Linked DNA regions of Capra hircus: region 2 is linked to region 1. A link is a contact called in public Hi-C data. All regions are on one chromosome and are shown on one strand. The core of a region is the stretch at or near the end of the contact, and the rest is flanking DNA. Distances in the headings are between cores, read along the strand shown. Region 1 has its middle 120 kb from the start of CST11. Region 2 has its middle 38 kb from the start of CST7.

What was found. A called contact is a pair of places that touch in the nucleus more often than the background predicts.
Region 2: a contact with region 1 is called in a Hi-C map of blood, with 2.8 times the contacts expected there. The contact joins two enhancer-like sites. A contact is called at or near these places in 2 of 5 Hi-C or Micro-C datasets (both in blood).

Annotation. Positions count from the first base shown.
Region 1 is chr13:41,565,259-41,570,469 of ARS1.2, forward strand. No RefSeq gene overlaps it. Among named protein-coding and RNA genes, the nearest start is that of CST11, 120 kb to the left of the region's middle. Within about 2 kb of position 2,478, at least 2 of the 5 cell types and tissues checked have an H3K27ac peak or open chromatin away from gene starts, as enhancers often do.
Region 2 is chr13:41,891,847-41,897,057 of ARS1.2, forward strand. No RefSeq gene overlaps it. Among named protein-coding and RNA genes, the nearest start is that of CST7, 38 kb to the right of the region's middle. Within about 2 kb of position 1,980, at least 3 of the 5 cell types and tissues checked have an H3K27ac peak or open chromatin away from gene starts, as enhancers often do.

The sequences.
Region 1 (5,211 bases), core at 1,228-3,727:
TGCCATCTATGGGGTCGCACAGAGTCGGACACAACTGAAGCAACTTAGCAGCAGCAGCAGCAGCAGGATTCCCCTGATAGGTACGGTGTCCTTGACCACAGAGTCAGGGTGCAGAGGAAAAAGTGGAACCCAAGAGTCAGGGGGTCTAAGTGCAGCCTGTGTCTACCCTTCCTCATCACACGATCTGGTCAAACCGCTCCAGCCCCAGTGGATTGGAAAGGAGACAGACAAGCAGAGTTGGAGTGAGCCAGCAGGAAACCTCACCAGCCCTGTGTCTCCCCTGCACCAGGCTACACACCTTCTTCAAGTCTTCTGTGTTTTCTTACCTAAAAAAATATTCGTTTGGACTTCCCTGGTGGTCCAGTGGCTAAGACTCTGCCCTCCCAATGCAGGGGGCCCAGGTTCGATCTCTGGTCAGGGGACTAGATCCCACATGCCATGACTAAAGATCCCACATGCTGCAGCTAAGACTTGGTGCAGCCAAATAAATAAATAAATATTGAAAAGAAACATTCAGTGACTGCCTGCCCTTGGCCTTTATTTCTCGGTATTTGGTTTTAGGTTCAAGGCGTTTCAGCGTGAGAGCTGGGGTTCCCCTCTTTACCTGGCCGATGTGCTGTCACAAAGCAATGTTGGGGCTTGCCTTGTTTCGGAGGGAGTAGTCCCTGGCAGTCACTTGCTGTGCTTTGCACACACCATTAGGATCACTTTCTCCAGGATCCAAGAAGATAAGGACATCAGTCAGGAAGCATTTAAAGCTCTGTTTCCAGCCTTTAATGTAACCATCCTGATTACTTATTGTGGAATGTGAGTTGTTATGGGGGCCAGGAAAAGAAAGGCTCATAGATGAGGCAATGTAGAATGTGGGCTGAATCACGTATTAGTGTTTTGCACAGCAAAGGCCTCACATCTCAGGGTTTCCGTCATGGCTCAGTGGTAAAGAATCCACCTACAATGCAGGAGACATCGGTTTGATCCCTGGGTTGGTAAGATCCCCTGGAGGAGGGCACGGCAACCCACTCTGGTATTCTTGCCTAGAGAATCCCATGGACAGAGAAGCCTGGTGGGCTACAGTTCACGGGGTCACAAAAAACTGGACAGGACTGAAGCGACTTAGCATGTACACAACCTCACAGCTCAGGGGTTTACAGCCACACGCTTCCTTGCAGGCTCTTGCGTTCGCAGCCTGAGGGGCTCGTGTTTTCATGGTGTGGCTGAGCACAGGGGGCAGGAGCTGTTGGGTTCAGCCTCTTCTTATTGGGGCTTTGAGTCAGGCAGGAGGACCAGTCACATCACACATGCACCTGTCTCAGCCGCTCACATTCAGTTGGCCCAAAGGCAATGGCGTGGGGCTTATGTCTGCATTGTCTAGAGGGAGGGGCTTACTCTGGGCAGAGGGCGTGGATGTGTATTTCAGCCAGGGAGGCAACTGTCCATTAATCCTACTCACCCCCACTGCATCCTGGAGAAAGCCTTTCCCTAGAATGGGTGTGTCAGTGCACGCATGTTCCCAAGAAGCTATGACCTCACAGAAGCTGAAAGTCTATTAATATTAACAGGCTGTTTTCCTCCCCACCCCCCTCTCTGCCTGACCCCAGCGGGTCTGGGAAGTCACAGCTCCTAAATGGGCCTCTCCAAGGTGGCAACTTCTCTACCCAGGGCCCCAGCTTCCTTCTCTCAAAAATGGAGAGACTAAAGGGCATGGTCTAGGAAAGTCCCTGCAACCCTCAATTTTGTGATTCATTAATTACCAAGTTCTTCACCTAGCTTCCTGCTCTGCCCCCAGTCGACCCTGGGCCATGAAGCCCTGTGCTCTCGAAGTCAGCCACATCCCGGGAGAGTGTGGGTGTGAGTCTTGTGGCAAAAACCCAGGAGGACACAGAAGAACAGAGATGGGAAACAGCAAGCCCATCTCCATCCCCTGGCAGAGGGAGGTGCAGGATGGGGTAAGGCAGAAGCTGAGGACCCTCCCCTTCTCAGTCCCCTGCCCTGAACCTTCTCTGCTGTCACAGCCTTGCCCCCACCAGCCCAACCCCCAGCTCCACGGAGACCAGCATGGGTTTGGAAGCTGGCAGGACTTATCCCTCATCCCTAGCTGGTCCCAACCTTCTTCAGGCGGTGGCTTAGAAGCTGTGTATTTACCAAGGCGTTGGTTACAGGAACCGTGGCATGGAGGGAGTCTGGGGGCACTCAGGGCTTCATAGAGGGCGGCCAGGGAGGGTGGCCCTTCAGGGCTCAGAGAGAGGGAAGGTGCCTGGGGGGCACGCGGGAGGGGTGAGGCAACCCCACCCACAGTGACGAGGATGATCTGCCGAGACGCCAGAAAGAGGACCCTCCTTCTCCGGGAGCACCTCAGCGCAGGCTCAGGGCCTCGGCCACCTACCCCGTGAGTCCCGCGGACCCCTGAGCTGGCCGAGTCTGAGGTTCAGATCGCATCCGCTCCTGGACCACAGTGACCACTAGAGGGGGCCCTTCACCCGCCGATAGTCATCCTTCCCCTTCTGCTTCTTATTCCAGCGTCACCGCATGCAGAACACTCTGAGGGTGTCTCCAGGGTGACTGAGGGTCCGACCTGGGGGAGAGCTTTGCAAGCTGATTCCCCCCCTGCCGCCCCGACCCCCCAAGATTGCTGCCTTGGCTTCTGGAGACCCGCCTCCTGGGTTCTGCGCTCGCTGAGCCACCAGGATCTGGAAAGGTTGGTGGATTGTACTGAGCAGAGCAATTGCCAGTAGGGGGCAGCAGGCCCCCATCGTCCTGCTCTGCGGCCCGTGCAGACGTCTGCAGGGCAACCACCCAGGACAGACCAGGGGTCCAGGGACCTCACGGGAGCAGGCCATGGTGAGTAAGTTGTCCTTCAAGTTTGGGTCCACATGGTCCACCAGCCAGAGTTGTGTGTCCTCTCTGTAGCCCTCCAGCCCTTCTGAGTCACTAGGGCGTTCCCCATCCTCCTCGTGGGTCATTTCTACTTGTACATGTATTTCTGCCTCATCTGGCCATGGGCTCCTGGAGAGCAGGCATTGAGTCTCCTTCCCTATGCAATTTGAATCTCAGAGGCCACTGAAATCATCACAAACAGAAAATAGCTGCTACTCTTACCACCACCACCCACCAACAGGGATCATGACGCTCAGCAATTCCCTTTAGCCTCACAAAAGCCATTCAGTAGGTAGTGGGACTCTCTCCACCTTACGGATGAGGAAACCGAGGCACAGAGAGGTCAGAAGAGTATCTCAGGGTCACGCAGCTTGTGAATGGCAGAACCGGTATTTTTAGCCCATGGGTTCTGGATCCAAGGGGCTTCCCTTGTGGCTCAGTTGGTAAAGAATCCACCTGCAATGTGGGAGACCTGGGTTAGATCCCTGGGTTGGGAAGATGCCCTGGAGAAGGGAAAGGCTACCCACTCCAGTGTTCTGACCTGGAGAGGTCCATAGACTATATAGTCCATGGGGTTGCAAAGAGTCAGACGCAACTGGGTAACTGTCACTTTTATGAATCCAAGTCCATGCTCGTGCTCTGAAGGGAGCTGTCTGCAGTCTCGAAGTCCTTTGGGTGTTTGACAGATTCTGGGCTTCCCACAGCGCACTAGTGGTAAAGAACCCTCCTGCCACTGCAGAAGACATAAGAGACATGGGTTCAATCCCTGGGTCAGGAAGATCCCCTGGAGGAGGGCATGGCAACCCACTCCAGTATTCTTGCTTGGAGAATCCCATGGACAGAGGAGCCTGGCGGGCTACAGTTCACAGGGTCGCAAAGAGTCAGACAGGGCTGAAGCCACTGAGCTCACATGCACACATGGGCCATAGCTAAGCTGCTTCCGAGCTGCAGCTCAGTGGGTGCTTCCCTTTGCAACTCCAGGGTGATAGACCCTCCCATGAATGTGTCTGGGCCCAGACCCTCCTTCTGCTGGGAGCTCCCTTCCCCTTAAGCTGCCTCACTGATGTCTCCCCACCTTTGGTGATTCAGCAGTTTTCCTTTTTTCGTAAAGGCGACCATCCAGGTTGGGCTGCCAAGAAGCAGATGAGTAACAGTAGGTGGTTTCTGGTGGGGGGCAACCTCAGGAAAGATTGAAGTCAGGAGGAGAAGGGGGTGACAGAGGATGAGATGGTTGGATGGCATCACAGACTCTATGAACATGAATTTGAGTAAACCCCAGAAGATAGTAAAGGACAGGGAGGCCTGGTGTGCTGCAGTCCATGGGGTCATGGAGAGTCAGATATGATTTAGCAACTGAACAACAACCCCAGGAAACATTTTTTGGGAGGGTGGGGAAGCGTCAGGGAAGAGGAGAGTGTGGACTGTCAGGAATTTCTGGGAGATGGTGCTGAGGGGGTCCCTCTGGGGTGTTAGTCTCCTGGTTAATCTCCTGGACACCAGCAGAGGCGAAGTATAGAGGAGGCTGGCAGCTGGGAGGTACGCAGGAGGCGCTAAGGCAGGAAGACCAAGGGTGAGTGGGCAGCGTCTGCCACCGCTGCATGGCACCCGTCCTTCCCCTACCTTCTGCGTGGGTTTAGTGCCCCCTGCCTGCTTGCCAGCACCCATCTTATCTCTGATTTCCATTTGCTCACTCAGCACCCATCTTCCATCAAGGCCAAAGGCTCGCGGAGGGCTGAAGACTCTTCTCCTTGATTAATATCTCCACCACTCGATCGTGTATCTAGTACAGACCTGTTATGACAGGCATGAAACATCCAGAAACTCAGAAACTGTAATTTATGGAGGAATGTGCTTGAATAATTAAAAGAGAGAAATGCTTTATAGAAGCTGCAGGAACAAAAAGCAAAATTGCTTTGTGCAATTTAAAAAATCACCCAGAAAAATTAAAATGCGTAACAGGGAAGTGGAGGCGAAAGAAAAGGTAATGAGCAGACTGAAGGCCCAGAAGGAAAATAAGGTAAAAAATGAAAATGAATCACAGGTGGTGGGACACTTGTTCTCTTTCTGGATAAACAAGGATTCAGGCCAGAGCTCAATGCAGCAAAAGGCTGGCCCCCCAGCTCATCGCCGGGTGGTGCTTGGACAGGCGGCCCTGTGGTCCTCCCGGTGAGCTTGGCTGAGCTGGAAGGAAAATGTGAGTTGTCATCTGGATGCTCTGTCCACCCTCGATCATCACACAAATGGGGTAGCATGCTTTTCTTTCTATTTAAGGAATTTTTAGAATCCTGAATAGCATCAGACCCCAAGCATGAGGTTTTGATGTCAATATTGACGGGA
Region 2 (5,211 bases), core at 730-3,229, 330 kb after region 1:
ATATGAATGTGTTGCATGTTAATACTATAATAAAGACATATATGGAAATTTGGGATTTGGAGAAGATATTAAAAGGCTTGTAGAAAGCAAAACTTTCCTGTTTTGGTCACTTTTCTAACCCTGGGCTCTCAGGATGATCAGGGCTGTTGCTGCCCGGCTCTTGGAGTTCATCCTGCCTGAAGCGGGTCAGGCTGCAGGACGGGGTGCTCAGGCCCAGATGTCCGGCCAGGGCAGGGACACTGGACCCTACGCCCCCACATCACCACCGGGGAGGGGGGAGGTAGCACAGGGGCACGAGCAGGGACCAGGATCGGGTTCAATTTCTGTCCCTGTAAAGCAGAGCCTGGGGCAACAGCCTCACTCTGACACATTCCCCAGAAATACACCTGTAGGACACAGCAGTGAGGCAGGGGGTGTCGAGGCTGGGCAGGGGGCACAGGCCTCCTGGGACTTCTTTGGGACCCTCTCCCTCTGATGCGAGCTCACCCAGGACACGCCCAGGTGGTACCATCTGGATCCCAGATGCACCCGGGCGTGGGGCCCCCGCCACCAGGTGGCGCTGGAGCTCCGGGAAAAGATGTGCCAGGGATCTTCCCTAGGTCAGCGGCCACGGGGCCCCGGGCTCCATTCCAGACACCCATCCCGGGCCTGGGCGGGAGTTCAGCCTCGGTTGCCTTCATCCCATCTGCCCAGCAGCTGTGGTCAGGAGGGGCGGGGGATGGGCCCCCTCTGTGAGCGTCTGACCGGGATTCCCGGGCTCTGCCAGGCTAGGTTTAGGGAGCTGGCGGTTAAGCTGTTGGCGGCTTGGAGTCTGTGCTGGTCTCAGTGTTCACACGGCAGACCTCGGGATACTGCACGGCAGCAGGGTTGTGGGTTGTTTCCATCTCGCCTTGCAGGTTCACAGCACACTCCTGCCTTACTGCTCAGGTTAAATTAGGAAGGATGGTTCTGGAACTGCCTGTCAAGACTGCAGGCCCTGTCTTGGGTCCACCCCAGTCCCTGGTGCAAACTCTGCACCAGGGGCAGGGCCTGGCCTCTGGGTTCTGACCAGCAATGAGACTTCCAGGGGCCACTGGGCCAGCCTTTCCATCGCGTGACCAGCGGCTCAGAGACGTGGAACCCTTGCCATCAACCCCCGTCCCCAAGACCCCTTCCCAGGCCATCACCTTCCCAACCGACACAGAGCCTCTGCATTAGCAGTGAACAAAGCCCCCTCTTACTGATCTTCTCTGAGGATGGCCACATGACCTAGTGTGCTCCTGGTTGGGAACGTGAAGGCTGATTATTCGGGGGTGTGTGGGGGGTGGTGTTGTGAGACCTTCAGTGGATGAATCACTTCTTCGAAAAGGTCTCCAGGGAGATGGACATCTTGAAATCCATCTTTGTACAGATGGTCATGACCTGCTCACTGCCGAGAGTGTGGCAACCCCAGGGCTCACAACCCAAAACCCAGACCTCTGAGACCTGAACCTCCTCGTGGAGTGCCTAGACATTACGTGGAGAGCCAAGTTTCTGGGGCAGGGTCCCAGGTTTGGGGTTTTCTAAGAAATGAACAAGCTCCCAGAGCTCGTCAGCGCTGCAGTGTGGGGACCGCACTTGAGTCACATGGATCTTGGCTATGCTGTCACCTAGAGAGTCCTTGTGAAGCAGTCGGAGTTCTGACCACTTTACGATGACAGGATTACCACTCTTGGTGCATTTATTTCCTGCACCTGCTCCCTTTCCTCCAGGTGCATCTCACCTCAGACCCCTCCCCCCCCCCGCCCCCCCGGCCGTTGCCTAAGCTGCACAAGATGCTTCAAAACTTAGCAGCTTGAGCAACAGTAAAAATTTGAACCTGGGCTCAGCTGGGCAGTCCTTCCCTCCAACTAACATACACTTGGGCTGTGGGGCTTCGGCCAGACCAGCTGACCCAGCCGAGAGCTGACGGCACAGAGCTCTTTCCGTGTGACCTTCCACGGGGCAGCTTGGGCTTCCTGACAGCAGGTGACCTCAGGCCACTGGCCTTGGCACATGGCAGCTGGCTTCCACAAAGTGTCCCAGGAACACAGACCCCAACACAATGGCACTTAGCAAGCTCACAGTTGTTAATACCTCACCCTGAACAACCACATGGCCAACCTCCAGATCAACAGGGAGTAAGGTCACCATGGGGCCATAGACACAGCAGACTGCCACAGTCTCTGACTTTTTCACTTGTGTTCATTGTCTCCAGACCAATTCCCTTGGAGAGTATCTCACCAAACAGCTCCTTTAGGGGAGTCTTGCTGTTTTTCGTTATTCAGTTGCCAAGTCATGTCCGACTCTTTGCAACCCGTGTCCGACTCTTTGCAACCCCGTGTCCGACTCTTTGCAACCCCATGGACTGCAGCACAATAAGCTTCCCTGCCCCTCGCCATCTCCTGGAATTTGCCCAAGTTCATGACCATTGAATTGGCAATGCCATCCAACCGGGGAGTCTTGGATCTTAGAAATTATTATCAGAGACCCAAATTCAGCTCGAACACTTTAAACAGTTCATTAGAAGTTCAGAAACCCTCATTGTTATGCAAGATCTGCTTGCTTAAGTCATTACATTGAAAATGAATTAATTCTTTTTGTCATACTTTTAATGGAGGATAGATTTAATTCTGTGTATAATATGACAAATTTCTGCTAAAGAGTGACAGCTGTGGGCATTCATCACCATTCTCATTTCAGAAACCATTCTGCCAACCCAGTTTTATCATTTCACTGTGAAGGGATGGGTTAGAACTGCTACTGGCCAAGAGACCTTGGCCACAGGCCCGGAGTGTTACCAACGCCAACAGAGTACTTGGCCAGTGAGACACATGGGGTCATTACAGGAGACCAACTTCCACACTCCATTCAGGACACTCTGCACCCTCAGCTGACGTCCCAAGCTCCCCTGATGCTTGTATCTGAGGGTGTTTATCAGAAAATGGTATGGAGAGACCTCTTTGGCATTTTTCCATGGAACATCCCCCCCTGCTTTTTTTTTTGCATTAGTAAATGATAAGAAGTGGTAAAAATCAGCCAGCTGGATCAAAAGGATGTGCAGTGGAAATCACTTTCTTCCCACCTGCACACGTGAGTGCCCCGGCTCAATATGCCAGGGTTGCTCCCTGGGTACCCAGAGAACAATGGTGCCCAGTGTGCCCGTGTACTCAGGTCACAGGCGCGGCCGCACACACCACATGTGGGCGTTCACCAGTGTGCTGTGTTACTGCAGCTCACAGGGCACCTTGGAGATGTTTCCTGGACACGGTCACCCCTCTCACAGGCCCTCTTGAAGGTCATCTGAAGGACCGCTCAGCTTCGCACGTGTCCACTGACCCTTCAGTTTCCTGAGTCTTTTGGCATCAGTCATCTAATCCACAGAGTGAAGCAAAGTATCCTTTTCCATTTGAATCTGACTGTTTTTTCTGCATCTGTGATTTCTTACACTTTCTCATCTTGAATTGTCCCTTGAGGCTGAGTTTACCGAGCATCTGTACGTGTGCATATGTGTGGGTGGGAGACTCAGAGTTTGTGAGTGCCACACACGTGTATCTTCAACTTAAGATTATTTTTCACTTCTCATTTTCTGTTTTCAGATTCACCAGTTCCTGCTTTTATTGTTCTTAATTTCCTGTCTTGCTTAGTGTTTTTTTTCCCTCTTTGCCTAAAATGAATGCTCACTCTGTTTATTTTTCTTCAAACTTGTCAACAATTCACCAGGAAAGCCATCTGGTTCTGGGGTTTGTGTGTGTGTGTGAAGCATTTCTATTACCAGTCCAATCTCCAGTTATAAATTTATTGATCTTCTGTCTCTTCTTGAGTCAGCTGTGGCTGTCTGTGTCTTTCTAGGAATGTGTCCATTTCCTATAAATCACCTAATGTGTTGCCACACAGTTATTCACAGTGTCCCCTTACAGTCCTTTTTACTCTCTGTGGCACGTAACAATGTCCCTCTTCATTCCTGATCTAGTATATGAATCTCTCTTCATTTCTTGATCAGTCCAGCTACAGGGGATTGTCAATTTTGTTCTTCTTTACAAAGAACTGATTTGAGGGTTTGTGCGTCATTTTCTCTATTGTTTTCCCATCCTCTATTTCATGTGATTCCGTCTGCTTTATTTACTTCCTACTCTGGCTCTGCTTATTCTAGTTTCTTAAGATGAATGGTGAGGTTATTGACTTCAGATATTTCTTTTTTAAAGTAAGCATTTACGGGTATAATTTTCGTTCTGACACTACTTTCAGCGTATCCATAAATTCTGGTATGTTGCGTTTTCACTTCCATTCATCTCAAAATATTTGCCAGTTCCTTGTGGTTCTTTTTGAGCTATTGATTATTTAGAAGTATACTGTTTATTTTCCACATTTTTGTGAAATTCTTAAATTTCCTTCTCGTATCGATTCCTAATTTCATTCTATTGTGATCAGAGAACATACTTTGTATGACTTTACTCCTTTTAAACGCACAAAGACTTGTTTTGTGGCCTGATAAATTGTCTCTTCTGGGGAATGTGCTTGGAAAGGATGCGTCTTCTACGATTGTTGGGTAGGGTGTTGTATAGACAGTTGTGAGGATTCATTGTTTCATGATGTTGGAAGTCTATTTGCTAATGTCTGTACAGCTACTGAGGTCTCCAGCTATTATTTTGAATTGCTTATTTCTTCTTTAAATCTGCCTGTTTGGCTTCACATATCTGGGACTCTGTTGTTATCATTGCTATGTCATTTTGATGGATTTTCTATTTCATTATAAAATTACTTAATTTTCTCTAGCAATAATTGTTGCCATAAACTCTTTTTTGTCTGCTCTTGGTACATTTACTCCAGCTCTCTTTGGGTGGCTGTTTCCAGGGAATCTCTTTTCTCATCCTTTCCCATTCAATCAGTTTGTGTCTTGAAATCTCCAGTGTGTCTTTTCTTAGTTATCATATCACTGGATCATGGTTTTTGTCTTGTTCTTCCTATCTCAGCCTTTTAATTAGAACGTTTGGCCCATTTACAAATCTGCCTCCAACTGGAGATATGGGAAGAGGGGCCTCACTTTACCTTCTACCCACGGAACGTTAATGATTGCTTGTTCTACTCCTTTGCCAAGGCATCTTCAAGAACACTGCCACCCACCTAGTTGGTCACCTTGCCCATCACATTACCCCTCCAGCTCAGCTCCCTCCTTTGTAAAATAAGAAGTCGGGATGGATGTTTGCTATTCTT